2 separate regions of the Zea mays genome follow, and region 2 is linked to region 1. The links are chromatin contacts, called in public Hi-C maps. All regions are on one chromosome and are shown on one strand. The core of a region is the stretch at or near the end of the contact, and the rest is flanking DNA. Distances in the headings are between cores, read along the strand shown.

Region 1 (5,173 bases), core at 1,610-4,109:
ATTTTAAGAGGTTACAAATTTTTAACCAGGTTAGCTCAAATCCCCAACCGGCAAGCCTTTTGAGTAAGTAAATCTGAATCCCTACTTCCTAGTACTTCCCTCTAGTGTTTAAAGGAGATAAGTAGTAAGATATACACATCTATATTATCTTTCTAAAATAAGAAATGTTTTTTCCTTGGTTTAGCTTATTGTTGTATCAAATGATGTGAATGGCCTGGATGACCTACATCTAGTAACACCTTTTTTAGGTTTGCCAATCAAAATAAAGTTATTGATATTTTCTTTGAATGAAAGATGCATTAATGTGCATGTTGAGTATTACCTCCGTTCTTGAATATTTGTCGCCGGCTAGTTTATTTTTGAACTAAAACATGCCAAATAAAAAAGAACGGAGGGGATAGTTATTAATTCATTTGCTAGGTTTAATAAACTCTAGCTACATAAATTTTAATGTTTATGTTTAATTTGTTGAATGCCTACAGCTTTTGTTAATACATTCTCATTCTCAATTTATTTCATGGCATAATTGAGGTGAGTGTTCTTTTTGCAGAGGGATGTACATATCATGAATGCCGCCTTGGAGCAGCATTTGTACCAGAGTTGGAAGGGAAATTTTTGGCGACAGAAAACTTTTACCATACTTCAAAGGTCCAATTCTTTCTCTACCGTTGGGGGCTTTCAGAAAGGGGATTAAATTTGAACATACTGCATGCATAATGATAGGAGTCTTCTCTTCGGATCAAGATTGTCCATTTTCTTTTATGTTCAGTATTCTACAATCTTTAGTACATGTTCATTTGATATTTGATTGCTTAACAGTTCTTTGGTCTGAGTTCGAAGCCCTTCCTTTCTGATCTGATGGTGGCTGGGGAGAAATTTTGCCATGGGGATTGGTCGAAGATTAAAAATAAGTACAGTTCTTTTGATGACGGACAACTGCTTCTTTTTTGCTTTTCCTCAGCATATATTATTGCTCTACTGCATGATACGCTTAAAATGCCACTGGATCATAAAAGGTGAAGCCTTTTCTATAAGTTCTATTCTTTGTTGAAACCTGGATATTTATGAGTTTTTTCTCAGGATTGATGTTGTAAACCAAATCCATGGCGTGCCTGTTGACTGGGCATTGGGTGCTTTCATTGTGCAGACGACGATGAACAGAACAGAGTACTCAGATTCATCAGTTTCATATCTAAACAGCTATGACTCTCCTGGCTTGGTTCCGCTTCTGTTCATTATTGTGGTTGTATTTACAGCATTGTCCATTCTAAGGTGGAGAAAACCTCGTCTGAAGACGATCTACGATATGGAGAAAGGCAGGTACATCATAACAAGGGTCAGCCAATGAGTCGCGCACATCAGCGTTGGGAGTGGGTGGACTTTCTGCAGCGGAGCACTATTGACCATGTATGTAGATTTTCCTAAATTGATTTCTTACTTAGTGGCCAACTACCTCCAGCATGTTGCCTTGCGGAGTCAACTTGTTGAGTTTGAGCAGCAACCCCTGTATATGATAGAAGGATGCGGGTTGCCGTGGCATTTGTGCATGTTCAGTGTTGTATGTAATGTTGCTAAACTGTTGTTGATGTAATTAGAATTTTGTGCATGGGCATCCATCCGATGATGTAATCCTGAGATAACCATGTGTCTAATGATCGATTGAAGTTCTCTGCCATGGATCATGGATGGCAGGGCAGCTGTATCTTTGTTTCATGTCAAATCACTGATGTTATGTAATCCTAAGATATTATTTCTAATGGTCGTGTATATTCTCTTGCATTAAACACCACATGTCTGTTGATACCACAATCACATAGCATTAGTTTAGGCTATGTGATATTATTGCACTCATTCCTGGCATAAGTAAACTTTTGAACTTTATCTATTTTGAGGCAACTCTAATATATATGGAGTTTGACTTTGGGTCTTAACTAGGTGGGGTGTATCCCACGGTTTAATTTCTCGATGTGAGATCACCTGAGTTTCGCTTTTTTTTCGAAAAACGAATTTCGGTCTGATTTCAAATAGATTTTGATTCAAAATACAAAACTCAAATTTTGGTCAACAAAATGAAATCCGGATCATTCCAAACCAAATTGTGAACCCTGATGTATCATGAGTGGAGAGCTGGAAGGAGAGACAAGATAAGCTATCTGTCAGTCTACATCCATCTGATGCTTGAGAACCTAAAATTTTTATATGCACGAGAACCAATAATATCTGATGAGCTCAAGTAGGCTATGTGTGAGCCAATTACATTACTATACGAGTGGATTGATAAATAGGATGAGTATACACTATTAGCGTTCCTTTTTTTACTCCAGCCACGTCACTGGCATCCCCGAGCGCAGGCCTGGACGCCTGGTAGCATGGCCATCACGACCGTCTCTTTATTTTCTTTTCTTTAAATCCCTGCAGTCGCTCGTCCCTTTCTTTTTATGTTTCAGGATGCACACGCACGCGCACAGGTCGAGCACCTTGTCCTTGGCACGGAGCAGATGCGCTTTTCCCGTGAGCAGCTCCACGCACCCGTCGGTTCGTTGCAGGTACGAAGAAGCACGGATTGAAATACTCCCTCCGTCTCATAAAGATGTCCTTAGACTTTTTTTTTTACAAAAGTTTGTTTGAACGACTCGTCTTATTCAAAATATTTAGAGGTGTGACAACAAGCCACCTTCCATAGTGTTTATTAGTAGATAAAAAAATAATAATAGATGATAAATATGTATAAAAAATAATATTTTATAGAGGTAATGTAGTATAGAGTGCAAATATAGGGAGAGAGATTGGTGACGTGAAGGGAATCAAGGGATAGTAAGATACAGGGATAACCAGATAAACCGTTGAAGAGAGTCTGAGCGGGTCTCGCCAAACTGCGCCCCCTCTTTCAATTCCTTATCCGCACAGTCACACGGTTTAATCGAATGGCTTCGCCGTCGTGTTTCCTCTTCCGCCCCCGTCCGCCGCTGTGCAGCCGCCGCCGCCGCAGCAGCAGCAGGTCCCTCTACCTCCTCTCCAAGCAGAGCCTGCACCGACTTCCCTCACCAAGAACATGCCGCCGTCCAGTGGCAGAGCAGCTCGTCCTGCGGTCGCTGCCGCCCGGTAACGGCAGGCGGATGGGGGCGACGGGCTTCGCCTGCTACTGTTCCTACGACACCGAGAACGGACTGCCCACGCCTTCACCGGACAAGGTGCTTGAGCTATAAAAAATGCTGTTGTGGGCACAGGCGCACAGCACCAAAAGCTGCGAGATTTTTTTCCGGAGTTTTTCCTGTTGTCAGTCGGGAATAATTGCCTTCCATGAGGTTATTTTGTTAGGGAAAAAGCTCGGATGAGTGGCCAATCCTTCGCCGGTGGGATGTTCCATGGGAGTGGCCAACGATTTCTCTCACCATGGTGGCATGTGCAGTAAGGTAATGTACTACACCATTGCTATTTTTTGTAGGAACAACACCTTTGCTGATTGGTACCATGCATTGGCACTTCCAATTATTATGAGTTTATGACGTTGTCTAAGAAGAAATCCATTTTCCATTCCAAAAAGGAAATAAATGAACCCCATTTGTGCAAATATGTAATGTGGAGTTTAATTTGTGGTGTTCTATTATTCTTGCGTGATCCTCATCCAAAATAACTCGAGCATGAATTGTTGCAAATGCCTCCTTGAAAATGTTGCTGAATGTTCTTTAGACAGCTTTCTTTTGACAGGGATAGCTGAGCAATCTATTTTGGAGCAACTAGGTTTTCGAGCTGGGGAGACAACTCTAGATGAGAAAGCAGAGATACTCTTCTTGGGACAACTGTACAGATCTAAGTTCCTATCTCTATGTAAAAACTTTATTTGTACCATAGTTTTCAGTTTAATTTGTGAATATGCTGCATGCTCTGAATATCTTGTGTCAGAGTGACATTACTTGCCATTTTCTGTTTCTGCAAGTGCAGTAGCACGACGGTAGTTGTACTTGGAGTTATATTTGGCATGACCAATACCTTTCGACCATTCTCAGATGATATATTTCGCTATGGTAAAGGTTTGGTCTTGCTACGTTTGTGTTCATTTTCATGTTCTTTTTTATACATTGGCCACACGTTAGTTCCTTTCCAAAGATTACCTAATTTAATAAGAGGACTGTACAAGATGTTAAAGTGTAATTAAATTACTTAATATCTAATATGGATATCTGTGTTCAATAGTGTCTCTTTCCGTTTGTACTATGGTTGCATTGTGGTAATTCAGGTTGTTCTGAACAATGGTCTAGTGTTGTTTGTATTCTTTAACTTTCAGAATTCAATGAACCACTTAAGCTGCAAAACGGATGGCTTCTGTGGTCTGCAATCGGCCTGTTTGTTGCAATAGTTGCTATTGCTTTAGCAGGTGCTGCAATGACATTTCTGAATGGTGAAACACCACAGAGAGAGGTAAGTTTTTTATGGTATGAGGTAGTCTTCTGTTGTTCTTTCCTTTTCAAAAGTCTTCAATTGTCTTAAGCTGTACGGATGTGTTACATCTTTATTACTTTGAAAGAAAACTAAAATTGTACATATAGGAAATATGAATATTGCAAGTTAGCTCTTCTATAGAGATATGGGGAAGAAAGCCTCCCCCCCCCCCAAAACACACACACACAAAGAAAATGCTTCCTACATACATGGTATTCACATAAATATGAAGTCGTGTACTAGCTAAAAATTACCTATAGTGATCCAGTTCTTGAACCTTGTCTTTCAGACAGACTCGCTGGTCCTTTTGTTGCCGCTGATTGGCTCGTCAAACATCAGGTATGGGCATATGATTTATCTGTTTTATTTTTTTCCTTAAACTATTTACATGTTATTGCATGCCTGTATATAAGGTCAGACAAGATAACTACTTGATTGTTTAACAGCTTTTCCTTTATTGCAGCACTGCCTGTTTGCTGGGCATCACTGGGATTTTGGCACCCATTCTGGAGGAAACTGTGTTTCGAGGATTTCTTATGGTATCCCTGACTATGTGGTAAATATGCATGGATTATGTGCCTTGTTATCCTTTAAAAAACTTCAAAAGTAGGGTATTTTAGATGGCCTGATCTAACTTTAAGCTACGAATAATCTGTTCTGATACAGGTTTCCTACTCCATATGCTGTGCTTATGACTGCTGCAGTGTTTGCCTTTGCTCACTTTACACCAGGA
Region 2 (5,188 bases), core at 2,253-4,752, 240 kb before region 1:
AAGTCAGAGTCAGGCTGGAAGTCGGCGTCGAACATGGCGATGTATTCGCAGTCTGCGACGTAGTCGTGCTTCAGTCCTTCCTTGAGCGCGCCGGCCTTGTACCCCTTCCGGTTCCCCCTCACCTCGTACTTTATGTTCACGCCTTTGCTCTTCCACCTCTGGCACTCCGTCTCCACCAGGTCCTGGAAACGGTGGGGAGGGCGGACAGAGACAGATTCAGGTCTCTGGATTGCATTGTCCTCACGGGTGGTGGACACTGGACACACAGGTCGCTTGTCCAAGGGTATTTCAGAATAATAACGCCATACTAAAACGGCATGCAGAGTGCACAAGAGTTACCCCGACGGCCCATCGCATTGATAAAATTAAGATTTTTTGAGAATTTAACCTACGGACGAATCGGAGGGCATCCTGACGGGGCAAATTCTCTCCAGGATCGGAATCAACACCGCTGAGAAGCCGTCTAGGTAACTAATAATAGGTTGCACGAGCAAGACAGGCTAGCCAGCAATCCCGTGAACCCTAAAAGCCACAGGCGGCGCCATACCTCCGACAGCAAGGCAGCAGACGCCCGCGCCCTTATGAGGCGCGCGTGACACCCCGCCGCCTGGCCGTGACGCCCTCGGGATCCCGGCGCTCGCGCGTCGTGCCATGGCCGGCGTTGGCGGCGGGGCCTCGCCGGAGTTCGTCTAGGGCGAGCGAGCCCATGAGTACACGCTAAGCTTGCAGTACAGCCCACATCCAGCCCAGTAATACGTCTGGGGCGGGAGGGGACCCAATCGTGCCCGCGCGTGAGGGACTTGCGGCCCAAGCCTTTGTTTTTGACGAGCCGCGGCGTCCCGTAATCCGGCAACCCTATTCTTCTAGGGATTTTCCATTTTTTTTTGTTGGAAAAATAAGAATCTCTAAAGTCGTCTTTTAATTGAAAGATTTCTAAAATTAGTTCGTTTTATAAGGAAACTAAGAATATTTTGTGTCGGTTTAGGAGCACTCTTCATTAAAACTTGTGCCAATATATCTTGCCCCATCGCGACGTAACTGCTCCACCCGGCCAATAACCTCGAACAAACAAACAAAGAAAGAACAGTGATCGATTTCAGTGGCAGCCAGAACCGGTTGTTGTAAGGAAACAGGTCCCTGTGGACTGTGGGAGACAGCCTTCCCTGCATTCCATGTGAGGCCTCGCAGCGAGTCATGAGCCATGATGGCCCGCCCAGTCCCAGTGGGCCCGCAATGCACGAGAACGAGCACTCAAATTCGTCGCCGTGCCCGGCCGCACGGCAGGCGCAGGCGCAAGTGGAAGAAACCTGCCGCCGGATCTAGCGAGCGAGGAAAAAAGAAAATTGCTCCCCGGGCCGGGCGTGGTCTGTTCCTTCCTTCCGGCCACGCCACGCCACGCCACCCACGACGCGACGCGATTATTCTGTGCCACTCCAGCGGGAAGGGGGGGTGACGTGGACTGCTTGCTGCCCGCGCCCGTGGGTAGCGGTCGCCGAGCACGTACGATTACGAACAGGTACGTACGTATCTTTCACTCCCCCCCCGGCCCGGAGGCCATGCCATACGCCGAGCGCGTGTACATATGGTGGTTGTGGTTCCGGCCGGCGGTGTCGTCGTCGTCGCTGTTCCAGACTGCAGGACGGCCGGCTGCGTCTGGTTGGGTTGGGCGCGTCCTGCGCTGCAGGACGGACGGCCTCCACTCGCTCGCTCCTTGTTATTATTCCACCGCTAGATTCTTAGCATTGACCAGGAATGCAAATATGCAAAACAAAACAAACGACCGCGACTAGCGAGACACAGCATAAGGTACTGGTGGTCTGGTGCACTAGCGACGCGACCACGACCGCGACGGGACGGACCGGACGCTTGCCGCCCACCATACACGCGACGCGAGGCCAGTAGGCAGTAGGCCACCTCCTCCGGAGCCCCGTCCGTCCGGCGCGTTCCATACCATACCCGTTCGTGCGTACCTGGCCTTTGGCCTTCACCTTGCCGGTGGAGCATGCATTGGGGGCCGGGGCCGGGGCCCGGGCAGCCGGGCTACGCTCCGTCTCGTGGCAGTGGAGCCACGCGCATGGCCTGTGGTCTGTCTGAGGACGGCGGGCAGAGCTGCCTTGCGTTGGGGCGCGGCACGGCAGTGGACGACTGCGCTCCGCAACTCCGCCCGCCACGCTCGGGCCCGGCCATCTCATTGTGTCCGCTCCACGCGTGAGTGCGGGTGCCTGGCTGACTTTAGCTAGTGCGCCTAGTCGGCACTGACGACGGCGCCGACGTACCCACTGACAGACGTCCTACGTACTAGTATATAGGTTGCCAAACAATCCACAAGTGGTAAATCTCAATCCTTATTACACACATGGAGACACATGGGGGCACGGAGACGAGTGTATTCACGTGCCCATTGGATGCATATGAATGATTGATTGGTTTGCTCGCTGTGGCCTGGCCACGAAGGTCGTCGCAAAAAGGTCGTGGTGGTGCCCGGTCGAGAGAAAGAGAGAGAGTGTGTGAGTGAGGGGACCAGATCAGGTCGCCGGCGTACCTTTACAACGGGGTCCGTGGAGTCGTCCAGCACCTGGATCACGAAGCGCTCCGGCGGCCACTCCAGCGCACATGCCGCCCCGATCGACAGCTTGTACACCTTCCATTCCATTCGCCGGCGCCCGACATGCACGGTTCACAGAAAACAACACGGCATCTTCCATCAGTCACCGCGCCAACGCGACATGCACGCACGGTCAAAACACTAGTAATCAATTCTCTCTCTCTCGCTCGCTCGCTCAGTTAATTCACTCTCTGCTTGCAACCACCAGCTCATGTCAGTCTTGCCCACTACTACTACTACTACGCGTTATGTCGCCAGCTCATGCCCATGCTCATGCTCAGCTGGCTCACTCACTCACCTCCCGCTCGTTGTACATGGGGATCTGCACCAGCACCACGGGGTACCCCACGGCGGCGGCGGCGGCGGCGATGGGCTCCCAGCGGTACCGCCGGTGCGGGCCGAGCCGGAACGCCCGCACGGCGACGCACACGGCGCAGACGAACAGCTTCTCGGCCAGCACCATCACCGTCATCGCCAGCGACAGGGCCACCAGGAGCCGCACCGCCGGCACGACCAGCAGCGCCCGCGCGTGCGCCCACAGGGACGCGCATTGCGCCGCCGCGCCCGCCCAGTCCACGCGCACGGGGAGATCCGCCGCGGCCCACACCCAAGCCGCCGCCGCCGCCGCCTCCTCAGAGACGCCGGCGGCGCTGCTGTGGCCGCGGACGCCGCCCATGGATGATGGCCACCCCTCTCGCGCGACGACCGCGACGGGCGGGGCGGCAGAGACGAGCGAGCGAGCGAGCTGAGCTCCCGCTGCTGTTTCGCGCTGCCCGGCCGGCCTATTAGATAGCTGCTAGCAAGTAGATGGCGGAAGCGACGTACAGCAGCGCCGGCTTATTAGATATATGGCGCGTGCTAAGCTACTAGTGGTGGCGCCCGAGCCATGATGGGGACGCCAATGCAAGGACGACGCTTGCTCATACTTGTTGGCTCGGACCTCTGCGGCTCCGATCCCCCCGCGCGCACATGCCCTTCTTAGCCGTGTTTTTTTTTTTCTTTTTTTCTTTTTTTTTAATGAATTGGGATTCCCAGCCAAAGGAAGACGGACAGGGTCTTGCCACCAGCGCTAGCAGCCGTGTCCTGTCCCGTGTGGGTTGTTTTTGCCGTGTCCACAAAATAAGGAAATTGGTCGAGGTTCAGAGGGGTTGCCCTGTGTTCCAGCAAAATTCCGCACCGCACAGGCAGGGGCAGGGCGCGCATCGTCGCTGGGCTGTCGCTCTCCATCAGTCTCCACACTCGTTTACCGGCACGCCGACGTGGGTAAACAACAAGAGCAACGCGCCCGCTCACTGCCGGCGTCTGTGACCTTTCTGGCTTCAAGTCTGGAAGGAAGCCGCAGCGTGATCATTCATCTAAGCGGACCACTCGGCTTCGTTCGTCCGGCCTCGCCTCATCACGGCTGGGCTGCCCGTAGTGCCCACATGAATTTTAGGCAGACGGGCAACTGCTACTCTTCGCTCCTGCCGCAGCAACCTGTGGTTTGTTTGCGGCTTTGCGTCGGTCTTCCCTCCCTGTGTTTTTTCTATAGACAGTCAATTGTTATTAACACGATCGGCTAGTCTAGACACACACAAAAAAACACTACCCAGTCATAACCCGATTCGGCTAGTATAATGCCGTGCCTGGACCGCTATTTCGACCCGTAGTACTGGCACGGGCACAACACGATTAATTTTTTAATTTGAAATTAATAGTTTATATATATATTAAGTATAAGAGTTCAACATATAACACAATAAAACTGCTACCGCACTGGCTAGGTGGGTGTGTTTAAGTGTCTCATACATGTGGATGCGTGTTTGAGCCCCTATAGCTACACATTTTTTGTTAAATTATACAATATAATTAGATGGGTCATTGTGCGACCGGGCCAGCCCAGCACGACTAGCAGACCGACGGGTCGTGCCTGGGTCGCTACCGCGGCACGTGGGCCCGTCCGGCACAGCACAATTCGCTAGGCGGACCTGGTGGGCCGTGCCTAACACGGTCCGCGCCGGACCGTTTGGCCATCTATAGTTTTTTCCCACTAGGACTATCCTTGGAAATCGCTGAATTATACAATGTACTCATATGGATCAGCGTGCTACCAAACCGACCTGGAACGGCTAGCAGGCTGACGGACCATACCTGGACCATTACCGCGGCATGTGAGCCCATCCGACATGGTACAATTCGTTAGCCGAGCCTAGTGAGCCGTGCCTAAAACGGGTCATGCCCAACACGCCCCGTGCTGAGTGGGGATAGGCCGACCTGTTTGGCCATCTATAGTTTTCCCCCCAACTATCCTTGGAAATCCTTTCGTCGGTCACGACACGAACGTATGAAGCGGCGAGCGAGGTGTCGGAGATCAGAGACGGAATGGCAAGCAAAAGAGGATGCAGTGTGGCCGTCACAAGATGTCATGCTGCTGCAGGAACAAGGGCAAGGACAAGGACAACTGGACCAAGCGATGGACAAGAGGTGAAGCGCGATCGCAATTAGTAGAGATGAAGCGCTACTCTGGTTGGCAACATGTCCGCTCCAGGTCTCTCACGATCCGGAAATTTCCACAGATCCGGCCATTATGCTCACGGAGCGGTC

The links. A called contact is a pair of places that touch in the nucleus more often than the background predicts.
Region 2: a Hi-C map of bundle sheath shows a contact between it and region 1, with 2.6 times the contacts expected there. The contact joins the promoter of LOC100216582 here to the promoter of LOC100274337 in region 1. A contact is called at or near these places in 5 of 25 Hi-C or Micro-C datasets (bundle sheath, ear, endosperm and 1 more).

What each region holds. Positions count from the first base shown.
Region 1 is chr1:217,810,171-217,815,343 of Zm-B73-REFERENCE-NAM-5.0, reverse strand. It overlaps LOC100274337 (CAAX amino terminal protease family protein), which reads left to right and starts at 2,859. Exons shown (of 11, transcript NM_001360569.1): 1 at 2,859-3,191; 2 at 3,319-3,413; 3 at 3,695-3,802; 4 at 3,943-4,025; 5 at 4,286-4,419; 6 at 4,730-4,779; 7 at 4,904-4,996; 8 at 5,107-5,173. The coding sequence starts at 2,925. LOC100281594 reads left to right here. Exons shown (of 8, transcript NM_001154513.1): 6 at 551-648; 7 at 820-1,016; 8 at 1,081-1,629. The coding sequence ends at 1,348.
Region 2 is chr1:218,048,544-218,053,731 of Zm-B73-REFERENCE-NAM-5.0, reverse strand. It overlaps LOC100216582 (putative mannan synthase 7), which reads right to left and starts at 3,502. Exons shown (of 9, transcript NM_001360040.1): 1 at 2,904-3,502; 2 at 2,543-2,641; 3 at 1-182. The coding sequence starts at 3,281.